Regions from separate parts of the Mus musculus genome. Here region 2 is linked to region 1. Evidence: chromatin contacts called from public Hi-C data. All regions are on one chromosome and are shown on one strand. The core of a region is the stretch at or near the end of the contact, and the rest is flanking DNA. Distances in the headings are between cores, read along the strand shown.

The links. A called contact is a pair of places that touch in the nucleus more often than the background predicts.
Region 2: a contact with region 1 is called in a Hi-C map of bone marrow-derived macrophages, with 31 read pairs. The contact joins two enhancer-like sites. A contact is called at or near these places in 1 of 39 promoter capture datasets (the C10 cell line), 1 of 484 Hi-C or Micro-C datasets (bone marrow-derived macrophages), 3 of 115 datasets of contacts at active chromatin or transcription factors (all in embryonic stem cells) and 1 of 9 other capture datasets (embryonic stem cells).

Annotation. Positions count from the first base shown.
Region 1 is chr4:150,448,774-150,454,709 of GRCm38.p6, forward strand. The region is part of intron 4 of Rere (arginine glutamic acid dipeptide (RE) repeats); the gene reads left to right. It overlaps Gm52709 (a long non-coding RNA gene), which reads right to left. Exons shown (of 2, transcript XR_003955312.1): 2 at 1-5,936. Among named protein-coding and RNA genes, the nearest start is that of Gm52709, 16 kb to the right of the region's middle. Within about 2 kb of position 1,783, at least 32 of the 459 cell types and tissues checked have an H3K27ac peak or open chromatin away from gene starts, as enhancers often do. A contact at or near this core is called in bone marrow-derived macrophages, where this site is marked.
Region 2 is chr4:150,314,590-150,320,910 of GRCm38.p6, forward strand. The region is part of intron 1 of Rere (arginine glutamic acid dipeptide (RE) repeats); the gene reads left to right. It also overlaps the pseudogene Gm13092. Among named protein-coding and RNA genes, the nearest start is that of Rere, 36 kb to the left of the region's middle. Within about 2 kb of position 2,157, at least 32 of the 459 cell types and tissues checked have an H3K27ac peak or open chromatin away from gene starts, as enhancers often do. A contact at or near this core is called in bone marrow-derived macrophages, where this site is marked.

The sequences.
Region 1 (5,936 bases), core at 533-3,032:
GCAGATGCCCAGGAGGAGCTGGGACCCTTGTCTACAGGCCACTGAGCTAATAGAAACTTGATGATTTCCTGGAGTTTGCGTCCTACCTCATTGCTATTTCCTATTGCTCGTGCTGCTGTAAGGATTGTGTTGTGGTTTGCACAGTTAGTGGAGAAGTGGTTTGATTCTTTCCTATATTGTTCTGAGCTGCTGAGTTTGAATGCTGCACCTACACCTACACTCATGTCTCTCTCTCTAACCCCTTTCCTTTTGATTACTTCATAAAGTAATCAAAAGCAGATAGGTGAGATGATCCTTGCAAGAAACCATTGTCAGCGACCCTGGGAGAGTTTTTGAAACAATAGCTTTTATTCCTTGGAGGAGTTTAGTGTGTGCTGTCGGCTTTTTTTCTTGTTAATTAGCTTAAAAATAGGGAAATATGAAAGGTTTAATATGCAAAGTGTAATATATTAATAAAGGTAGTTCCCTTGTTTTTTAATGTTCTAACAAAGTATTTATTGTAGTGGAAATATTTATGTAATGAAAAGAGTGCCTTTCTGTTTAATCCCGAATCTCGCAAACAGTAACTGATTTGAGAAATACCGTAGTCCTTTTTGTCACATGGAATGTCTGACACCCATTTAGGTGAGGGAGATTGCTTAAAGTAGTCCACCATTGTAGATGACTTTTCTTTTTAACTAGACTGCTATTTAATAATTTGTCTTTGTTTCTCGGGGAAGTGAGGATGACTCTAGTAGTAAATAACTTAATGGCATAGAATGTTCAGTAATCTAATCGATGGTGGTCATTGAGACTCTTTTTATTATTATTATTTTTTTAGAAATCTCTTGTTTATATTGAAACACAATAGATTATAATTAGCCATGACAAAATTTTCCAGTTTTTAAGAAATACTACTACTTGACAGATTTATCTAGAACCAGGGTAGTATTTGAGATTTTGGGTTTTTTTTGTTTGTTTGTTTTCAGTGTTACTCATTTTTAATTCAGTCACTGCATTGCTGGCTACATTGTTTTGAGCCTAAACCCTGTGTGCCTCATTGCCACTCTGTTCCCAGCTTCTGAGAGACTTGGCAAGAGGATCAGAGCCCTAGGATTTGAGGCCAGCCTGGGTAATAGAAGGCCCCCTCTAGGAAACAAATAAATAAAATAAAAAATCACCTGCAGTTTCTGTCTTCCCATTTCCTTTTTAAAAATGCTTGCTGGCCTTACAAAAAGTGGCAAACTCTCAGTGTAGCCATTCAATGTCATTTTGGCTTCCCCAGCTGACTGTGGTGTTCTGTTGATCTTTCTACCCAGTGGTGTATAGACTCGTGTCATTATGAGTTCCCATCTCTAGCTTGCATTGTGTTTTATATATGATCATGATGAGGTAATTTCAATTCACTGAGAACTAGATTGTTCATGGAAAGGGGACCCAGCTGGCTTCTTTTTTCCTAATTCTAAACGGTTAGCTGTGCTACTGAGACAAGCTGTCTCATCTGTTAGGGAACTGGTTTTCATAGCTGTCAAGTGGAGATACCACTCACCCTGCTTACTTCTCAGGATTATTCTCATGTGGAAAGAAAGCTCTGTGATGCTGTGTTTTGGAAACTTCACAGTGACAAATAATGTAAGCGTGGTTTTTAGCGTTATTGTCTGTTGTTCCATAAGATAAGGTGAGCCTCCGTGGAGAGGCTTCTGCTCCCTACTCTGGTCTTCAGCGAGGAGGTCTCATTGTGGTCACAAATGGCTACTGAGGCTGTATATGCAGCACACCCAATCCCTGAGGCTACTATGACTCAGATGTGGCACACAGATTGCACCATCACCAATCCTCTGTGAGATAAATGCAGAGATGGAGAGTGGGTGATAGAAACTGTTGAAGTGGTTTGATACTCCTTCAGGGTTTTAATTGTACTTTGTAAACATATGGCTCTGCAGTGGACTCATAGTCACTGGCTGTCCACAGGCAGGGAGACACAGGGCAGAGCCTTTTGATAGCTTGACCAACACTGGGCTGCTTGGATGTTGAGTTTGGCTCTTCCCCAGTACGGTAGAAGATCTGTTACTGGGAAAAGGAGAACTGTGTAGGGAACTGGCACTTTGATTACAGCATTCAGAACCAGATCCCCTAAACATGGACCTCCACCCAAATAGTAATGGCCCTGGGAATTATTAGAGATTTATTTCACGTGAAAACCATACAGAAAGTGCAGAGAGCAGACTAAAGTTGCGTAAGAGACTGTGGTATAGTTTATAGAAATAGGTATTTTCTTTTCTTTTTTAGAATTATTTAATGTATGTGAGTACACTGTTGCTGTCTTCAGACACACCAGAAGAGGGCATCAGATCCCATTACAGATAGTTGTGAGCCACCTTGTGGTTGCTGGGATTTGAACTCTGGACCTTTGGAAGAGCAGTCAGTGCTATTCACTGCTGAGCCATCTCTCCAGCCCAGAAATGAACATTTTCATCAGATTTTATATGTCTGTTTATTTTAATGACTTAGAACTAAACATTTAATTTTGAGCTGCATTACAGTTTATTCTCATGAGCTAACATAAGTTATTTTCATGCAGGTAGTATGTGAAAAGATGACTTTAAAGAGATTTGAAACTAAGATGAACCTCTTGTGATCTTTCATGAAATGTATATAGGGTGGAAATCGTTGGTGGTGATTTTAAAGATGGGCTCATGAGAATGAAGTGGTACTGGTTATAGTGGCTCATGCTTGAAACTCCAGCCCCTAGGAGAGTAGGAGGACCAAGAGTTTAATGCCAGCCTAGGCTACATTGTGAGATAATGTCTCTAAAATAAAAACAAAACCACAGTGAAGCAAGGGTCGGGTGGGAAGCTTGCCTTTGCCCTGGTGGAACTGCTGATGTAGGTGTCTGCCCCCTTTCCTGCATTCTCTGGCTAGCAGAGCCCTAGCTGATGCTTCTCAGAAGCAGATTTTCAGGTGAAGTGTAGGGTCAGTGCTTGCTTCTGTTTATCTTTTTATATTTTCTAAATTTCTTTTTGCTCACAGAGATGCAAACACACAGGTAGATCATTTGTGTAGTTCGTGAATCAACTGTTTCAGGCCTTTACTGGCTGCCTGTTCCCTTGTGGTAACAGTCCTTTCTTTCCCTACAGAATTACCAACACCCCGGTGTAGTCTAGTCCTTTTTTTTTTTAATGTCTCATTTTTGAATGTGGCTTTCTAGGCAACAGGTTTTTTGGTCAATGATAAGTGGTCCAAGTCTGTTACATATAATCCGTCAGGTCTTTCCCTACTTGTTATTGATCATCAAGGGGTTTGGCCACCCGAGTTTTACTATTTGCATTGTGCCTCCACCCTCTGCATTTCCTTTATGCTGGTAGCTGGATCCAATTATAAGATAGTCTTAGATTTGATCTATCTAAGCAGAATTATAGTTAGTTGTCTTAGTCAGTGTTCTATTGCTCTGAAGAGACACCATGACCACGTCAGCTCTTATAAACTCCGGTTTCAGAGGTTTGATCGGTTGTGGCCATGGTGGGCAGCATGTGAGCACTCAGGGCAGACGTGGTGCTGGAGAGGTAGCTGAGAGTCTGCATCTGTGCTCACAGGCAGCAGGCAGAGGTGAGTGACACCTCCCCCAACAAGGCCACACTTCTTATAGTGCCACTCTGGTGACCAAGCATTCGGACCTGCGAGCCTGTGTAGCTGATCTCATTCACACGTCCTCATTACTACACTGTATGTTCCTCAGGAGCCACATAATACTGATTTTATTGTATTTCTGTCCACTGAATCCTTAGAAGTTACAGGGTTACGAGAGTCTGTTTCAGTCTCGTTCATTGGCTGGAGAGGATCTGAGGCAGCCAGTGCTCCTGCCACCGCCATTGCTTAACCCAGGCCCACCCTGTGTGAGGACTGTCTCTCCCCTTTATTATCTGCTTTCCAGATGCTACCTTAGTACTCTGATACTAAGACTGGTGGATTCCTGTTAATACTTGGAATCATTAATCTTTAGGGAAGCCAGGTTGACCCGTCATAGTTAGTGGGGCCTTCTTGGGGTTAGCTCCTGAGTCTTTTTTTATTTGACCTTGGAGTTTGATAGATTTTCTCGACTATATGTGAAGGTATTCCATCCTTGCACATGCCTACTGCAGAACCAAAAACTACCCTTCCACGACATTTTCTAGTTTCTTTTACTGGGAAATGATATTTCAAAAGCATTATCCAGTTTGTGTTTTATTGCTGTTGGATATATATTTTTTTAATTTCTAGACCTTTTGATTTATACTGAATGGTGTGAGCATGCGTCTGTAACTTGAAGGGCAGACTAGTCAGGTGCACTGCACTGCAGTCCTGATGATACTATACCCCTCACTCCAGGCCAGGATGACAGGCAGAGCTTGTACCTATGTCAGCTGGAGTCCACCTGTGCTCTCTTGGTTCCCAGGACACCGGTGTCAGAGTTAGAACATGTCATAATGATTGTCTTTATCTCATTTCCTACAGAATATTATAGAGTAATAATTACTAATGTTGGTACTAGCTCACAAATCTTAGAGCTGTAAAATAAGAGGTTCAGCCAGTTGTGGTGGTGCACACCTGACCCTACAAACTGTGTTTTCATTAGTGCAGAACACTACTGTCAAAGTCCAGTGATGATTTCGTTTTCTTACACTTGATGATGTTAGTAGAGAGGATTTGAGAATGATCATGAACTTCTGATCTTCCTGACCGTACAGGGATTATAGTGATGCAAAAGTACTCAGCATTCACCAGAGCACTTTGATGGGGACGGTACAGTGTAAATAAGATGGTGTCCAACTGAATTCCCTTTATTATCCTCAATGCTAGGGTTATAGGATTACACCATCATATCTGACTGCTTTGTGTCCTGTGTTAGTAACAAAAGTTGTTACTATTGTTTGTGTGTGTTTGTGCATGTGGCCCTGTGCCAAGGCAATGCAGATGAGAGCCAGAGGACAGCATAACAGAGGTCAGCGAACTTTCCTTTTTCTCTTTAACCTTTTTCATCTTCTGTTTGTTCGGTTCTTGTTTCTGGCTTTTTCATTTCTAGGTGATTTTTTTTTCTTCATTTCTGATGTAGACTCTTTATTCTTTGAGCCATCTATTTGACAGTATCTTTGTTTTGATACAGTTTGCTTCTCTTAGGATGTCTGCATGCATATACGTTTCCCCTTGCTTTCTTCAGCAGCATAGGTATTATTCTACTTTTTATTTTAGTTACTGATTTTAGGTTATTTTGGGAAACAATCGCACTCCCCCGTAGCTGAGCTTATAAAACTCTGCTCTGTAACATTAGATTTCTCTTGCTCCTTTTTTAGTGAATTTAATTTTCCTAAATTTTTTGACCGATGTGGTTGAGTAATATTATTTCCTTTTAATTTCAGAACTTTCCTTTGTTGTTGTATTGTTGCTTAAAACAAACAAATAAACAAAGCCGGGAAGTTGTAGCACACTCCTTTAATCGTAGAGGCAAATGCAGAGGCTGGAAGATTTTCTAATTTTGAGGCCAGCCTGGTGTGCAGAGTGAGTTCAAGGACATCCAGGACTACACAGAAAACCCTTTGCCTCAAAACTAAAACCACCGTCTCCATCAAACCACAAAACAGCAGTAACGAAAGTGCTGTCTTGACTCTGATTTTCAATTCTTTCATCCTTGACTTTTACTGGAGCCTTTTTTTAAATTCTGTTTTTCCTGTTGTTGAAATTTCTTTCTATACTTACAGCTTTTCCCCTGCAGTGGGGCCTGGTGCTGACAGGGGTGTGTTGCAGGCTGCTGTTAGAGCCCATAACTGACCAGACTCTTTCTGCTCCTTTATTTAGCCTTACTTCGTCTAACCTGTCTGCCTGGACCAACCTTCCCTCCCTTCAACACACGGTTACACTGCTTTGCCTGTTGGGATCTTCCTTAGCTGTCACATTCCCCAGTGCTAGTTTTCATTTCCTCCCAG
Region 2 (6,321 bases), core at 907-3,406, 130 kb before region 1:
TCTAAGCACCACACACATTATGTCTTCCTTTATCCTGCTTTAATGTGGGTGTTGATGAATATGTGAGTGTGGAGTAGGTTGTGGACAGGAAAGTGATGCTTGGAAAGCCTGGGATTTTCATCTAAGATTCTGCAGGAGAAGAGCGGTGTCTTCGTGAGTTTGCCTCAGGTGATACAAGATGCATGTGACAGATGTTAGTGGCTGTTTTCTTAAGGCAGTGGTTCTCAATCTGCGGTGTCCACCCCATGCGGGGTGGGTGTCGAATGACCATTTCCCACAAGGGTAGAATATTAGATGTCCTGCTTATCAGATACTTACATTACAATTCATAACAGTAGCAATATTAAAGTTATGAAGTATCAACAAACATGATTTTATGGTTGGGGTCACCATGACATAGAGAACTGTATTGAAGGGTCGAAGCATTAGGAAGGTTGAGCACTGTTGTAAGGATCTGTGGACAGTAGAAAAGTAAGCACCCTTCTTTTTTTTTTTTTTTTTTGAAAAAAAAAAAAAACCCAAATCTTTATTGTATAGAAATACATATATATATATACATATATATATATATATATAAATCCAAGATGCTATTCTCTCATTTCCCCATCTTCCTCTTCTTCTTCAACGCCTCTGATGTAGAGGACATTATTACACCTTATTAGAACTTCGCCCAGATGTCCAGACAGCGCCCCATCTATGTACTCTTCTGTATTTGCAAGCTGCATGTTCATGTAGCCATCCACGGAGACCAGGTAGCCCTTGTACTCCATGCCCCACTTAAGTTTCACCATCACTGGCTTCCCTGTCAGTCCACTGAGAAAAGGCTTGGGGTTGAGGGGTAGACTGATCACGACCACCGGCGAGCGCTGCACCCCGCTAGCCGCCGACTCCGCCGCTGCCCGCCCCTTGTGACCGGAGCGGCTGCCGCTACACCCAAGCGACCCGCGCTAAGAGAAATGGCCGACCAGTAAGCACCCTTCTGTGTAAAGTTTTGTTGACTGGCACAGAAATTTACCTTTTTGTTCATTTTAGGGAAAAATCAGTTCTTTCCCTGAATCTTGTTTTTTGGTTAGGCTGACAGCAGGGCTTGTTGTGTGTTCTCTGAGGGCGTTGTTCGCTTGTATCAGATAACCAAATTCCTGGCTGTCTAATTTGGAGCACTGCAAGAATGCTCTTGAGGGTTTTGAGCTATTGCAGAATTCACAGTCTAGGGGCTTGAGCTGAGGATCATGCATCCATGCTCTTAGCCACTGAGATCTTTATCCAGCTCCCATACTATGCACCTCTTCCTAAAAGTATAATATTTAAAGCTGGCATTGCTGACATGCACCTGCAATTCTAGCATTTGGGAGGTTACAGCAGTAGGGCACAGAATTGAGACAAGCCTAGGCTATGTGAGACTGTCTCAAAAATACAGTTCTGTTTTCAGACTGATCTGTCTAAAGCCATAAGTTTTGTTGGAGATCCAAGGCCTCGGGCATGCTGGTCAAGTGTTCTCCTACTTAGCCATACTCCTAGTTCACTACTATGAAATTTTAATGAAATGAAACATGAGAAAAGCCTTTGGTGACTTTTGATATACTATTTCTTTTTATTTCCTTAGAAAGGCAAAGAATTCCTTAGATAAGTCAATCCCCAACATAAGACTGTTTTAAATAGGTTGCAGTACAAATGTTAGCAGATAAAAGATTGATAACTTTTTCTTGATTTAGAACTTCTTCAAATTGTTGAAGTACATTTTTGGCTTCACTCAGAATAAACTTTTTGGCTTTGCTATTATCTTAACAGTAATGGAGAAAATATTTAAGTGGAAGCTCAAATATTGATAACATATAGAGAGGAAAGATCCAAAGTTACTTGCTCTAAACTTGGGCTAATTGTACTTGAAAACTTACACTAGGAACTCTTCTTTGAGGAAAGAAAGTACCAGATAATCAGAAAGTTACTGAAATGTTCCCTTAGTGGCACAGCTGAAGGGGTTTACATAGGAAGCAGTTGTAAAAACAGACTGGATGAGGTGTAGGTGACAGGGAGTGAGTACTCAGAGTGTGAGGACTCACACTGGTCGGAGGCTTACTACATCATGTGAAATGAAGCTGTTACTATTTCCCACTGAAGACTTCTCAGTAAGGGGAAGCTTAGCTGTGGGTTAGACAGTGTGGCTTTAAAGCATAGCTCTGCAATGTCATGTAGAAGCTTCTAGGTAAATGAGGAAGTCTCTGACCTTCCCTAGGCCTCAGTTTTCTCAAGTACAAGATGGGGATGATAATATCTCATAGATTTTGGAAATCAGATGAATCCATGTATGCAAAGTGTGATTGTGAGGCCAGGTACCCCAGTGCTTGTAAAATACCTAGGTGTGGGTTGGAGAGATGGCTCAGCGGTTAAGAGCACTGACTGCTCTTTCCAAAGTCCTGAGTTCAAATCCCAGCAACCACATGGTGGCTCACAACCACCCGTAATGAGATCTGACACTCTGTTCTGAAGACAGCTACAGTGTACTTACATATAATAATAAATATATCTTAAAAAACAAAACAAAACAAAACCTAAGGCTGGGCGTGGTGGTGCACGCCTTAATCCCAGTACTCGGGAGGCAGAGACAGGCGGATTTCTGAGTTCGAGGCCAGCCTGGTCTACAAAGTGAGTTCCAGGACAGCCAGGGCTATACAGAGAAACCCTGTCTCGAAAAAACAAAAACCAAAAACCAAACAAACAACAAAAAAAACCTAGTTGCTGGACTGCTCAGACATGGCAAGTTGAGACTAGAAACCACTGTGGGGCACACTGTTAAAACTGCACTGGAAAGACAGGATGAAGATTATGAGTGTGAGGCTTGAGGCTAATTCTGTCTCAAAGGGGGAAAATTATATCATGACTAAATATACGGGGATTAGATAGACAGTGAACATGATTGAATTCTATTCTTTGGGAATGATGCTATGATTTTTAGGAAAAGTAGGTGAGGATTGGATTACAGCACTACCAATAAACAACAAGTCCATGTGTATCCACTTGAGAAGGTTCATATCTGTGGTAGAGCAACTCTTACTTGACTTTTTAAAGTCATTAAAGTGAATTAATTTGTATATACGCTGTAAATAATTTGCCCAATGAAGAGAGAAATTAGGAACTGCAGAAGCAGTGCGTGTAAGCCAGAGAAAGGAAAGTGGTGTCTGAGAGAGACTGGCAAAAAACAGGACTGAGGGGATGTTCTGTTCTGTTGGCGCCGGGAACAGACTAGTCTTCAGGGCTCAGGGTTGGTAGGGTGCTATCTGTTGAAGAGTGTCTAGAATGGGTGGTCTTAGTGATGGGTATGTTGTGTCTGAGTTGTGGTGAGTCACAGAAATAGGACCTCATAGAGTTCTTGTCTCTGTTACCCTCCATGATGGCAGAACATTGTTGAGAGGAATTCTGAATAGGTGGGACTTTTAGAGATGACGGTCACCACGGATCAAGCCTTCCTGTTCTTTGGCTATCTTCTTGCCTTCAGATAACACTGATACTAAACATGTGGGCTGTTTGTAACCTGCTTTAAACAAAACCTATATTTATAGCTTAGTCTGTGAAGTGACTGAATATGTTCATTTAGGAAGCCAGAAAGCATGCTTAGAATAAAGAAGGGCTGTGGAGAGGACTCCCCAGGCAGAGGGTTTGCATGAGGACTGGAGTTCAGATCTCCAGTGCCCATGTGAAACTCGTGTAGCTGTTGTGGAGGCTTGCTGTAATCCTAGCATGGGGATGTAGAGGTGGGATCTTCAGAGCAAGCTATCTAGACTAGCCGAGCCAGTAAGCTCTAGGTCTAAGTCGGAGATCCTGTCTCAGTTTATCAGCTGGTGCGTGGTTGCGGAAGCCACCTAAGGTCAACCTTTGACTTTCACACCATTTGCCCCCCACCCCCCCAACACACACACACACACACACACACACACACACACACACACACACACACAACACACGAGCCAAAACCGTGGTGCGCAGGCCTTTAATTCCAGCACTCGGGAGGCAGAGGCAGGTGGATTTCTGAGTTCGAGGCCAGCCTGGTCTACAAAGTGAGTTCCAGAACAGCCAGGGCTACACAGAGAAACCATGTCTCGGAAAAAAAAAAAAAGAAAAGAAAAAAGAAAAAAAGAAAAAGCCAAAACCCACTAACTTAGGCAGCTATAAGCCAAGAGAGGTGGTGGCACATGGCTTTATTCCCAATCCTAAGGAGGCAGAGAGGCAAGTGGATCTCTTGAGTTTGAGGTCAGCTTGATCTGTATAGCAAGTTCAAGGCTGGGTGGGCTTCTCAAAGGAAAAAAAAAAGCATAATTAATGTTAGCTATTAGTGATAAATTCTTTGAGACTTTTTTACATGGATAGTATATATGTATATTTGAGTCATTGTGTTATTATGTATTCCCTGGTATCTTGTAAAGAAGTATAAATGTACTTTTAAAATAGATACACACTAGATATATTTTTCAGTTACTGTGTTTAGTACAACAAGAACATTAACATCTTTCAAGTTGTTAGATGTGCTTTGAGTATTGTAACGATATGTACTCTTCTGTTGTATGACTTTGCTGTACTTTGCTGGCAGAATTTAGTATCATTGAACATTCCTGACATCTGCTGTTTTCCCTACCCAGTTGTGTATTGTGTCTTTAAATTAACTTGGCTTATAATGGATGTATAGTGTGTTGGGGGCAGAAAGTGCTGAAAGTTGACAGCAGCAAAGCAAAGGCTCACTTTATTCCAGACTTGACAGAGCTCTAATTCAATAGCATGGTTGTGGTCACACATATTACTATTTTATCTGTAATCCCCCCACCCCCCCCACACACACACAGACACAGAGAAGGGCAGAAGTCTACCATGTTAGCCTGGATCTCTGTGCTTTTTAGATCAGATCTATATTGGACGTGCCTGATGCTTAACAGTTGGAATTCATTTTGTCTTGTTTACAGCAAAATATTCTTTGTTTGGCTTTGTTTTTTTTTGAGACAGGGTTTTCCTGTATAAAAATCCTTGGCTGCCCTGTAACTCATTCTATAATACCAGGCTAGCCTAAAATACACAGACATCCCCCTGTCTCTGCCTCCTGAGTACTGGGATTAAAAATATGTACTATTATGCCTGGCCTAGCAAGATATTCTTATTTTTCTTTCTAAAACAAAAAGAGTGGCTGATCACCATGTCTCCCGACCCCAGATTAAGTGTTGAACCAAATTGAGTGCTTCTGTGGTGTGAGAGTCAAGACAGTGGCACAGAGTGCTTGTGTTTGGTTGTGGGGAGCCCTTAAGAGCTGTGTATGTGTTTTGCAGAATACTTTGGTTGAAAATATTTACACAGAAAATGAGTTTGTGGTATGAACACATTGGAATAACGAATTTATCACTCCTAAAATAAATCTCAGTGCCACCAGCATCCAAGGACTCCTAAAAGCTGATGCTAAAGATAGGGCTGGATAGGAAAGACGACTGATCTCTGTTTTAAAACACGATTTCTTCAGAGCACTTTTCTGGGCTGGCATTTGTTAACTTGTTTATTATTTTCACAGGCCTTCCCTATACACACTAGAAAGCAAGCCAGTCTTTCTTTTCATGGCACCCAGCAGTGCCCAGTGAATAGAAATTGTTAGATGAGTGAATGACTTGTAGTAGACCTGCTCTCTATCTCTTCACGTTAGTACTGAGCCAACTAGGAGAAGAATTTTGCAGACACACCAAACGAAATGCAGCATTATTTGGGTTGTTCACTGTGTATAAAGATAACATGGAAGCTTGCTTTTCCCAGAGTACCCTTTCTTCCTCTACCATCGCAGTTCTCCTGTGTCAGGAGTTGACTCTCAGAGATCTGCCTGTCTCTCCTCCAGGTGCTGGGAATGAAAGGTGCATAGCACCATACCTAGCTACTTTTTATTTTAAAAAATATTTACTTATTTTTATCTTATGCATGTGAGGGTCTTGCCTGCATGCATGTGTGTTCACAATGTGGGTATCCTTTTGGGGTGCCTCCTGGATCCCCTAGAGGTGGAGCTAGAGACGCTTTTGAACTGATGGTTCCCAAGTGGGTGCTTGGGAACTGAATTGGTGGTGATGATCCTCTGTAAGAGCAGGGGTGCTTTTAACAGCCTAGCTTTATCTCCAGCTCCCTAAGTGGGAGAATAAGAATAAGAAGACCAACAACAACCAACCAACCAACCAACCAACCAACCAACCAAACAAAACCCCACTCTAAAAAAATCAATGAGGCGGGAGGTGGTGGCACACGCCTTTAAACCCAGCACTCGGGAAGCAGAGGCAGGCGGAATTCTGAGTTCGAGGCCAGCCTGGTCTA